2 separate regions of the Sus scrofa genome follow, and region 2 is linked to region 1. Evidence: chromatin contacts called from public promoter capture Hi-C data. All regions are on one chromosome and are shown on one strand. Each heading gives the region's core, a stretch centred on a gene start, on an enhancer-like site or on the middle of the called end of the contact. The rest is flanking DNA. Distances are from core to core; before and after follow the strand shown.

What was found. Promoter capture Hi-C pulls out the DNA fragments that hold promoters and counts their contacts.
Region 2: a contact with region 1 is called in a promoter capture Hi-C map of liver, with 3 times the contacts expected there. The contact joins the promoter of FRS2 here to the enhancer-like site in region 1. A contact is called at or near these places in 1 of 5 promoter capture datasets (liver), 5 of 47 Hi-C or Micro-C datasets (embryonic fibroblasts, epiblast stem cells, fetal heart ventricle and 2 more) and 1 of 2 datasets of contacts at active chromatin or transcription factors (skeletal muscle).

The regions. Positions count from the first base shown.
Region 1 is chr5:33,667,674-33,673,666 of Sscrofa11.1, reverse strand. No RefSeq gene overlaps it. Among named protein-coding and RNA genes, the nearest start is that of YEATS4, 44 kb to the right of the region's middle. Within about 2 kb of position 3,121, at least 14 of the 83 cell types and tissues checked have an H3K27ac peak or open chromatin away from gene starts, as enhancers often do. A contact at or near this core is called in liver, where this site is marked.
Region 2 is chr5:33,723,115-33,729,414 of Sscrofa11.1, reverse strand. FRS2 (fibroblast growth factor receptor substrate 2) reads right to left here and starts at 3,959. Exons shown (of 10, transcript NM_001243209.1): 1 at 3,812-3,959.

The DNA.
Region 1 (5,993 bases), core at 1,872-4,371:
ATGTTCTTTTCACGGATCTCCCGTGATCTGCTGGAAATAGCCTCCTGGATACACATGCAGCACTTTGGCTTTAATACATTTGAAACATAACTAATTATCTTGCCCCCCACGCTCTCCCCAGACCATACAGGTGCCTGACTAGTTAACTGTCAATGGACTTCTCACAGCAACCCAGACTGCGAGTCACTTTACCCATTTCCTTTGACATCCAAAGCATTTCTTCAGGTCCTCAAAACTCCCGGCCCCCCAACTGGCCTCTCTGCCTCCTGCCCCTCATCCATATCTCATTCCTTACACTGTGGCAAAATCATCCTTCTAAAGCACTACTGGGATTGTGTCTTTCTACTGCTCTACATTCAGTAGCTGAGAGAATATGTTGAGATGTGTGATCAGTCAAGACTCCTGTCCATGTTCTTCTCAGCAGCCCAGTTATAGTTTAACCTCAAAGCAATGACTGTCCACCCTTCCCACACCATTCTTGATGGATCAGAGACTTTCAGTAATTCTCCATCATTTGAAAAAGAAAAATTCAAAACCTATGACCTTCGGCCATCCGGGCTCAACTAGGTTTCCAACCTTATCTCCCACTGCTTCCAGCCACCAACCTAATGTCACCTGAACAACTTGAAACTCACCAGACAACGTGAGAATAATTCATGCTTTCTCCCTCTGCTGATGCAGGTCCATTGTTTGGAAGATCCTCCAAGCATCCTTTAGGGCCCATCTCAAATGTTTCACTGATAATGCCACCAGTCACACACATTCTTGTATTGTGACCCACACTACACTGTACCCCCTTCAGAGCAGGGACTGCATCCTTCTCCATCTTTCATCCCGTCAGGGTGCCCAGCACATGGCATCCTTTCAATCAACAAGCATCCAGGAGTTCCCGTCGTGGCTCAGTGGTTAACGAATCCGACTAGGAACCATGAGGTTGCGGGTTTGGTCCCTGCCCTTGCTCAGTGGGTTAAGGATCCGGCGTTGCCGTGAGCTGTGGTGTAAGTTGCAGACGAGGCTCGGATCCTGTGTTGCTGTGGCTCTGATGTAGGCCGGAGGCTATAGCTGCGATTCGACCCCAGCTCGGGAACCTCCATATGCCACGGGAGTGGCCCAAGGAAAAAATGGCAAAAAGACAAAAAAAAAACACAAGCATCCAGACAGGCCTTCTGCAATAGCAGATGCTGAGCCAGGTGCTGGCATACAGACGTGTATGAGGCACAGCCCGGCCCTGATGGGGTTCTCATTCTAATAGGCAAGAATGACACAGAAACACGAGACTATAAATTATGATGAGCACAGTAGAGGTATATGCACAGTAAGAGAGGGTTTATTCATGGAGGGGTGACTGAGAATGGGAAGGTGGGGACTCAGAGCATGTGACACTTGAATTAGGCACCAAAGAGAGAATGTTCAGAGAGGTGGACAGGAGAAACAATTGCAGCAAAACTTATGTCAACCATACTTACAACTAATTGACTTTTTTTTTTGTTTTGGTCTTTTTAGGGCTGCACCAGCGGGATATGGAGGTTCCCAGGCTAGTGGTTGGATTGGAGTTGCAGCTGCTGGCCTACACCATAGCCACAGCAATGCTGGATCCGAGCCGTGTCTGAGACCTACACCACAGCTCACGGCAACGCCAGATCCTTAACCCACTGAGCGAGGCCAGGGATTGAACCCACGTCCTCATGGACACCAGTCAGGTTTGTTAAGCGCTGAGCCACCACAGGAACTCCTTATTGGCAATTATGACGATGGTAAGGTAGCAAGGTTGAAGGATTCGCCCAAATGTATTTAGATTATGTGGGTTTTATTCTGATATGAAACCGATAAACAAGAGTTAACTATCGCACAAGGATGGATTCTACCAAAGGAAGTGTGTAGAGGTCACTCTAATTCTTGGTTCTTAACTCCTTCCAACATATATACCTGTTGACAGGTAAATGTTTTAGACCAGCAGTTATTTATTATTGGCATTTTAGAAAAGAGAGAGAGCGAGAGAATGAGTTGTCAATCAGAAAACGATACAAATTGCAAGCAGAATATCTGCAGTCCAAAACCGACTTAGATTTTGGAACTCTGCCATCCTCCAAACATGACTAGAACAGCATTATCACCTGCCAAGGCTGAAGTCACTGCTAGGATGGCCTTCCTAATACAAGACAATCACCAGAATCTTTGTCAGAAGAATGACCTTTGATTTCTTTGCTAGAATACACAGCTTTATTTGACTAAGATAAACAAAAAAGTCAGAGACTTTAAATATAACTGATTCTATTTGATCATCTTAACGGAAATCTCTTTCTCCACGAGAAAAGATTCCCTATCGGCAGTTGTTTAAAGGGACATCTGGCTTCAAAAGCTTTTATTGCCTTTTTTTTTTCTATCGTAAAAATATAAAGTGAAGCATTTCTGGGGAGGCAAGCAACAAAAATGTCAACATCAAATTAAGCCCTGCTGATTTCCACTGCGATTGTTTCCACAATAACAAGAGGTTGCTGGTTGTTTTTACAGAAACACCAATAAACAGTCCTAGAAACACAGCACATGGAGCGTGATCGATAAAATTAAATATCTTTCCATTTTAAAGTTAGTCCTAAAACATCACAGGATTCCTAGTGGAGAACACAGATGATTAGACTTGAAAAGCAAACGATTTACAGTCACAGGAGTTTGAGCCTCCCGCCCACGCATCCTTTATGCATTAGTTGGTCACCCTTTCTCATCTGCTCCAAAGCTTCAAATGTATTCAGCCAAGATCTGATCACAGAGCCCTGACCAAACCGGGTACTAGCCATCCATGTCCAACCGAGTGTATTTTTATCATCAAAACCAAGCACTGGAAGTCGGTCACTACGCACAGAACTGAGAGGTGAGTGGAGCGGCATAGGTGCCTTGTAATATCAAATCCAGACCTTGGTGAAGCCAGCCTGGGTCATCGGGCAGCGGTGGGAAGGTTGCAGGGGGGCGGGAAGGGAACATGACCCACTTGTGCAGTCTTGGGCTGCCCTTTGAACCAAATCAATGGAAATCTTTCCTTACTTGTGACAAGTGCCTCCACATACTGATAAGCACCATTTGGAAATCTTCACCATTCTGACAAACATCACAAGGCCACTGTGAGCATTACTGCTTTGAGCCTTTCCCTGGGACAAGACAATCACTTCGCAATATGCCTCCTGGGCAAACTCCACTGCCCTGGCTCATGGACTGTAAATATAAAAATCAAGAGAATTTCTTCTTCTTTTTTATTGCTTGCTAGACAACAAATTGAACACAACAGGGAACCGAAAAGCCTCTAAAGTGATGTTAATGTTGCTTTAGTGGTGGGAGAACAACTGATTAAACCAGGTTGAGTTCTTTGTACCTCTTTGCTTTTTGAAGCACAGCGTACAGAAGGTGAGGGCTAGTGGGAAAGAGGGAATGGAAGCTGGGATGAGCTCTTCTTCCACTGAGTTGGGACGTGGGGCCTGGAAAGTGCCAGGCCTGGCGGATCCAGCTGCCTTTGGCTCCCAAGGCCGGCGTAATGGCTCTGTTCTCACAGAAGTGCTGACAGAACATGACGAATAGAAAACAGATGTGAACTGACCTTCCAAAAATGTATTTCAAGGCTTCTTAATCTTCATAGGCATCCTTCAGAGTGAGAGGTGCCACCTTCAGGCAGTGATGTACATGACATTTAAAGAAGGGCTGCTGTTCCTGCCTGGGAAGCCCTGGCCAGCATCCCCACCCCCGTTCTCTCACCTTTCTCCCCCAATTGCCCTTCAGACAGCTTTCCCCTCCGAGACTGCTTCACTGTGATCATCTCCCTGCACACACACGATTTCCCCCACCTGTCCCCCACCTCAACACACACATGGTCTTGGCTTTTATAAACATACCACCCTTTACCAAGCATTGAGCCACCTCACTCCCAATTCTGGACCTATACTTGCTTTGAAACTATCACTCTCACTGGGTCCAGCACTAGCTCCAAACACTTTTGTGCCACTAAATGCTAGTTTGGAACCACTGAGGACTCTGGACTTTTGTCCACTTAACAACTTAAGTTAGAAATACTGGAACAGACAGGTACAAAGGCCAGTTGGGGAAACAAGTTCTCCTGTCCCTCTCTTCCTGCCTTCAGGGTCCCTGGCTCTGAGGGCAAAGTACGGCTCCTTGTGCATGTGATGTAGGCTTGAACCATGCGTGATTCTACGGATTTTGAATTGCTTGGCTTATGTTCTTCGTGGGCACCGGTCTGTATCCTGCAGGAATGTGGGTGGAATTTCCCAAAGTTTTGCCCTTTCAATAGCTACAATACTTTGTCAAAGACTTTTTCCCTTGCCCAAGTTGTTGATATCTCACAAAATAATTTATGACAACATTGTCCCTGAGAAAGAAAGTCATATAAATGCAAGGCACTGCAAATTCACTCCCAAGGCTGCCAGTGAGCAATGGACTACATTACCCCAGTGAATCTCAAATCAGTTTGGCTTCAAAGTTTGGCCACTTCTCAGTGAGCCAAACTAGCTCTCACCCTGGAGGTCCAGGGTATTCTCTGCTTAGGAACTCAGTGCATGCTCCCACTTCTAGACGTCACATGCCAAGAAATTCCTATCTTGTTTTAAAGTAAACTAAACAGCATGTTCTGGACAGAAAGGACTTCAAGTCTGTGGAACCTGAATACATGAATCTCTTTTCTATTCCAATGATACTGGAATAAATCATTCGGGAGTTCCTGTTGTGGCTCAGCAGGTTAAGCACCTGACACAGTGTCCGTGAGGATGCAGGTTCAATTCCTGGCCTCACTCAGTGGGTTAAGAATCCAGCATTGCTGTGAGCTGCAGCATAGGTTGCAGATGCAGCTCATATCCAGCATTGCTGTGGCTGTGGCTTAGGCTGGCAGCTGCAGCTCCAATTCTATCCCTGGCCAGGGAACTTCCATATGCCATGGATGTGGCTGTAAAAAGAAAAAGAAAAAAAAAGACTAAATCATTTGTCTAATTTTTAGGGTAGTAAATAATGTACTCTTTATCAGAACATGCAATTTTGTTTAGATATTTTAGTTTTGCAAATGAATAGAAATTGTCAAATATGTAATTTGAATGCATTAGTTATGAGAGATAATGTGTCAGTTTTACAGAGTGGATAAATGAAGTTTATAGATCTGAAATAATTCATGCTATTTCAAAACTAACAAATGATGGAGCAGGATTTAGTTGGGCTAGTATGTACTGGAGGCTAAAATCTCTGTATTAGAAGGGTTAGGGGCAGCTGTCTGATGGAAATGTGGGCAGGAGACTTTTCTTTTCTTTCCTTTTTTTGTCTTTTTTCCTTTTAGGGCCTCACCCGAGGCATATGGAGGTTCCCAGGCTAGGGGTCGAATCAGAGCTGTTGCTGCCAGCCTACACCAGAGCCACAGCAACACGGGATCCGAGCTGAGTCGGCAACCTACACCACAGCTCACAGCAATGCTGGATCCTTAACCCACTGAGCAAGGCCAGGGATTGAACTGACAACCTCATGGTTCCTAGTCGGATTTGTTTCTGCTGTGCCACAACGGGAACTCCTGGCAGGAGACTTTTCTTGAAGCTGTGCTTGCATAGCTGGCTCACTGCTTTACTTTATGTATCTGGGTTAGATCAAGGGGGTGAGGGAGCCTCCATCACTGCAAGCACTTCCTGGGCTGCCATTGCCTCCCTGACTCCAACATCTATTCTCTTCCATTTGGTAGATTTACAATGTGAGATCCTGGGAAGAAAAATATGAAGATGATTATGTAATTAGTAAATTATTGATCCATATATTGACCCAAAGTTCTAGTCTCTGCCTATTTTTTCTGGTTCATTCTCTATCATCACCTTACACACACCTGAGGATCCAACAACACTGTGGGTTTGTCTGTTGGTTTTCAGTCTTTCTAAGGTCCTGCTTTCTCACTTCCAGGTCTGTCTTTGTACCTGTTCTTCCCAGTAACTAGAACACGCCCCTTGCCACCCCTGATTTCTCCTCTC
Region 2 (6,300 bases), core at 2,710-5,209, 55 kb before region 1:
AGACAAAACTACTCATGTTAATTAAAAGTACTTATCAAAGAGAGTTGGGAGAAAAATATTTAATTAAATACCATTTTCTATGAAAAGCACTATTACCAGCCAGTTGAAACAGGAGACACAAAAATTATCTTTGAACATTCAGAGTTCTTGATATTGAAACCAAAATTGAAAGTCATATACATAAATAAACAGAATACTAGAGTAGAGAATTGCTTCCAAATCCTCATATATAACTTGCCAACAAATGCCCAAAAGAAACGACCCAACAGCTCTAAAGTAAGCAAAGGTTGCCACTCTGAACAAAATGAGTCTGAAATAGTTCCTCCTCCCTGCAACTGTTAATAGCATAGTATTCTTGGTAGCAATGGCAAGAAAGTTTTGTTTCCCAATGAGATTTTCAATGATCAGATTCTCCATCTGAAACTGCAATGTGAGGGAGCAGTATACAGACTATCAGGTTTTTTACCCACGGAAAAAAATTATCTAGTGTCTTTTTCTTCTGTTTTAAACAGATGCCACCTAAAATAAAGGTTTTTTTCTTTGCCTTTTCATCTAAACTGTTCTTTGGCTCTTTCGTCTTCTTATATAGATTCAACTAATACATCTATTTATATTATTCTCTACACCTATGTTTAATAAATGCTCTGCAATGACCTCTCTCAGGAACTACAAACCTATACTTCCAAAAACCTCTGAGCATTCCCAGTGTTTAGCAAGTATATAAAAACTTACCGATCTCATTAGGTCCTTTCTTGCCCATATTTCTAGTAATAGTACCACCACTCTCATCACCTATATTTTAAATGTGTCATCTTCAACCTCCACTTCCTCCAAACCTTTCTCACCAATTCCTCCTCCCACCCACCTACTAAATCATCCCAACACCACTGCCCTTCCCCAGTATTTATACTTATTGAAAGTAGGTTTGCTACAACCAATCATTCTACACACTACACCATTACACCTTGGTAATGTCACAATACCTCCCAAATATTCCTAAATACCACATTTAAACAATCCAGCCCCAAATTAAATTTCAAACCTCATCTCTTATTCCCTAAAATGTTTAGGTAATCGAGTCCACACTAACTGTCCCCTGAGAACACAATGAATTTCCCACCTCCACACTTGTGCTCACATCATTCCCTTTATTTGAAAAGCCTTCATCCACCTACTTCCAGTTCCTAAATTTGTGTCTTAGAAAAAGTCTTACCCTCTGAAATGTTGAACTCAGGTTACCAGTTTATTGGGAGGTAGCATGTTGTAGCACAAAAACATAGGCTTTGACACCAGGCAGATCTGGATTCAAATTGGGTCTCAATTACCTGCTAGCTACATAGTACAGATTAAGTTACTTATTTAAGTATCAGTCATTATTAAGCAATATGCTTAGGTGTTGTTGTGATGCTTAGAAAATGTATGTAAAAAAAAAAAAGAAGAAAATGTACGTAAAGTAACTAGCATAGAGCCTGGTGCTCACTAAATGTTCAATAAATAATTGCTTCAGAGCTATCTTTATAAGCATTATAAAGGCATTATAAAGGAATACTATACCTCCACCACTTTTCATTTTACTCTGGCTAAAAATGAACCCACTGTCCTTTAGTACAACTCCAAATTTTAGGTCAAACCACTCATGTAGCAAGTATTTACATTTATTTCTATATGTTGTAAATTTTTATGCAAATATCTGACATCACCTTCTTGATTTCAAACTATGGAAGAGCAACAACTTAATCTTAGTATGCTATATTGCCTAGCAGTGATTTTCATGAAGCACACAGCACTCACTTCCAATTGTAAAATTTAAAAATGTAATATGCCTAAATATTTAACATGCTCATTATGATTTCTGACACACTTTGGAAAACTATTGCCACGAAGCTTGGTTGTTGTGGCTATATCTTTACTTACTCTTACACGGCTGTCTAACATAGCTTGATGCCTAGCATAGCAATATCTGTTGAACTGACTTGAATAATATAATTTACAATGTAAATGTTCAATATCTACTGAATTGATGTGAACATAATTAAATTTACAACACCTGAAAGTATCTGATTTTCCCTACCTCTTTCTGTTCTTAAAAATCTTGAACTATTTCTCCTTGAAATACATTAACTATCATACCTTCATTCAGGACGGATCCATAACCGTATCTAACTTAACTCCTTTTCCAGATTCTCTCAATTCCAATATTTCAACCCTATGCTCTAAAAGAACTAGAGAATTTCAAGTAGCTAAGAATCTATGGTTTCTATCTAAATCTAAAAGTTGGACAACTAACTTTTTTGTCTACAATTTTTTCCAGGAACTTTAAAAATCATCCACCCTTTGCCTGTTAAATATCAACAAGCCTAAAATAAATTTTCTTTTGCATAAGAGAGCTCACTGAACTTGTCACTTCAGTCTATTTTCCCTAATTCATGATATTGCCTCCCCTTTCACTGGTGGGAGGAAAGAGAAGCAGATAAGAACCCCCAAAAACTACAGTATAAGCCCTAATATAAGCACCAGACAAGAAGTACATGAAAGTGTCACAGGTTTCACAAACGTGCTGTGTAGATACTTTATAAAAACAATGGTCATCCGCTGATAGTCAAAATCTGCAGTAACTGCTTTCTCTTACGATCATAATTTCAAAATCACGATTAAATTGAGTAAATCCTATTTCCTACCAACCTTTCAGGAGTAGCTTATTACCTAAAATCTGTTCACCAAAAAAAAAACTACCTACATCACTTGCTCCTCTAGGAAATGCTCAATTACTCCAAAGTAAACACCTCATAATATAAATTAAAAAAACATAAAACAAAACACCTCTACCCACTTGTGTGAACCTCTGCATTGCAGCAACAGCTGTAACAGTATAAGGAACCTCCTAGGAGTTATAGAGAACAATTTTTCTTTAAAAGTTAAGGAAAATGACAGTCCCAAATATGAAGGTATATAAACGTCGGGAAAGAGGAGGTATAATTCTCCAACCCTCTGCAGTCAATTTGTGCAACAACCACAGACTGAACTCATCATACAACTGTGACTTCAGATAGCCACAGAAATTAGGAGTACAGATTAGAGAATAGCATCATTTCTTACTGCCGAGAAAAAGAGGGAATTTACCTGAACTGCTTTTCTTCAAGCAAGCTGTTTTTTTTAAGAAGTCACTTCAACAACGGCTTGAGTAAGCTTTCAAGCGAGTAAAGATCATGGGAGGCGCGCTGCTCCCACAGTGACCTACGTATCCAAAACCGGTCCCAATCGATCCTGGGCAACCCCTAAGCGGGTCTGGTTGGAAAGCCTTGCAAAAGATCCCCGACATCTACACACGCATCGCCCAACCCTGGGTCGGAGGAGACAACACCCCTGGAACCCGAGCTAACTACCGAGCCCGAGGACAGATCCAGAGACAGCAAAAGTCGAGAACTACAGCCCAAGACTGAGTCTGAGGTCTAGATTCCCAGGCTCGGGTCGGAGAGAGAAAACCAAATCCGAGAGGCAGCGCGAGTACTTGGGGGAGCTTAAGTGAGGGGTCGGATGGACGGAGGCCCAGCCCATCCTTACTCTAGAGTCCCAACAGCAACAACAGCTCCAGGAACCCCCACCCCGGCTCCGCCCCGCCCACCCCACGGCCCAGCCACCCGCTTCTTCCCGCCCCGCAGGCTCGGCAAAGACCGCGGCGGTCGACAACCCCCTTCCTCGAACCCCGACAGCCCAGCCTGCAGCCCGGAGTCCCAAGCGGGCAGCGGGGGCCCGAGAGCGCCAGCCCCGACGCGGCCCGCGGCCGTCGCAGTCAGCTCCGCCGGCCACTCACCGTCCGCCTGGGCGCTGGGAGCGGGCAGGGCACGGGTCGGCAGGCGCGGACCCCCGGGCTCCCACCTAGGCAGGAGCCCCTCTTCCGAGCCGATCGAGCCTCAGCGGCAGTACCTACAAGGCCTCTCTCCGGCTCGAACTATGGAAAAGCACTTCCGGGGGAGCGGGGAGGGAAGGGTTTTGGCACCGGAACTGCTCACAGGCTGGAGCTGCCGGCGCCTCCCGGGCGGGGCGGGGTGGGGCGGGGCAGAGCCCCTCCCGCCGGCGCCGGCAAATCCGACGCTAACCCTTTCTGCGCCGCGGCCCCTCGATTCTCCAGACTCCCGCTGCCTCCTTCGACGTGTTCCACTCCAGGCACCTGCTTTTGCAGAAGAGGAAACCGAGGCTCGGAGAACTTAGATGCAACGGTCCAGCGCCTACAACCCGCCTCCTGGATCTCTCCAGTATTCTTACCACTCTAATCTGCCTCCTTTAAAAATAATAAGTTAACATATATTGACCGCATACTGCGTGATAGTCGCTGTATAAAGCGCTTTACTCAGTTTAATCATTCCCAAGCCCCTTGAGGTCGGTGCTGTTAGCTACATCTTGCAGAGGAGGAGACCAGTACCAATACAAAAACGGTGGCTCTTTATTTTAACTTGTGTGTATAAATCTCACCTACCCCAACACAAGTTTTAAATTCTTGGGGAGTTCCCGTCGTGGCGCAGTGGTTAACGAATCCGACGAGGAACCATGAGGTTGCGGGTTCGGTCCCCGCCCTTGCTCAATGGGTTAACGATCCAGCGTTGCCGTGAGCTGTGGTGATCCAGCGTTGCCGTGAGCTGTGGTGTAGGTTGCAGACGCGGCTCGGATCCCGCGTTGCTGTGGCTCTGGCGTAGGCCGGTGGCTACAGCTCCGATTCAACCCCTGGCCTGGGAACCTCCATATGCCGCGGGAGCGGCCCAAGAAATAGCAACAACAGCAACAACAACAAAAAGCCAAAAAAAAAAAAAAAAAAAAAAAGAATTATAAATTCTTTAAGGGCAGGAACTAAATTATATTCCTATATTCCATCATCACTTGGAATTTCAATAGAGGTCAAGAGCTTGGGGACTCTGGACTCTTACTGCATGGATCTTGTCGTTTATTTTTATTTTTCCACCCTGGGCGAGTTGCTTGACCTCTCTCAGCTTGTTTCTTTATTTGTAATACAGTTGATGTATTTGATGTGTGTGTATGCATATATATATATATAATCATCTCTGGATTTTTGTAGGAATTCAAAATGAAAATGCTTGATAAGCTGTGGTGTACTAGTATCCACGTAGGACTGGGTAAAAATCAACAATTTTCTTCCCTCATCACTAATAAGAACAATTTTTCCTCTAGTAGAGTCACTTTAGCAGAGGGTAATTTTGAAAACTATGGGTTAGCAACAGGCGATAGAAAAGGTTAGTTAAGGAAATAAAGAGTAGAGGTTTTGGCAAAGGGAAAAATGAAGGTAGGTGAGCCAAAGAATGTCCTTGGGGCCAGCCTGGATACTTGTGACGCTATGAGCTGAGACAGTTTGAGGACCTAGAGTCAGATGCCAGGCAGGGAAGAAGGGGAAAAAAAAAAGGGATACTTTAACCACAAAATCAGGAAGGCACCGAATATCTGAGGCAGTTTCTGTATCTGAGACCAGATAGGCGGGTGGGGTGGAGGAAGAGCCTCTTAGCATGAACACTATCTGCAAAACAAATTTACAAGCATCTCTTCAAACTGTAGAGGAGGAGAAGTCTTTTTTTTTTTTTTTTTCCTATTAAGAAAGGCAGGGGAAAGGGAAATAGTTCAGAACCTGCTATTATGAATTTAAGATGCAAACGATGCCTTTGCTTTGGGTTTGCTTTTGTGTTTTTTTTTTCTTTTTAACAGCACTGTCTTGTTTATTTTATTTTTATGATCACAGAAGTGTTTGTAAATACTTCTCTAATACCCAAATTTACCAGCCTTTCGTGCCTTGAAGTGTAAAGAAGTGAAAAACAGAGCCTGGGTTGGCAGAACTCGCTAACTTCTCTTTCCACCAAGGGCTTAGAAGGCCAGTGAGAGGAATCCTGAATTGCAGATATTGTCAGGCTCCCTGTGGGATGCAGACATGCTAAAGGTTTGTCATTGAATCTAGACATCTAGCTAGTAAATGGTGCAGCCAGGATTTGAATGCAAGTTTTCTCTTCAGCTGCTTTTCACTTCGCTGCCAGTTGTTCACAAACTTGAGAGTGCGTTAGAATTACCTGGAGGTCAGGTTAAAACACAGATTGCTGGGCCTCGCCCCCAAAATTTCACTTAACTCTACTGGTGCTTCTCTGTGTAGTCTCTGGATTAGTAGTAGCCTCAACATCATCTTTGAATTTGAATTTGTCACAAATGCAAATTATCAGGCCTCACTCCAGACCTTGTGAATCAGAAACTCTGGTGTGGGGCCCAGCCATCTGTGTTTTCACTGAGAACAGTGATTCTTTTTTTTTTTTC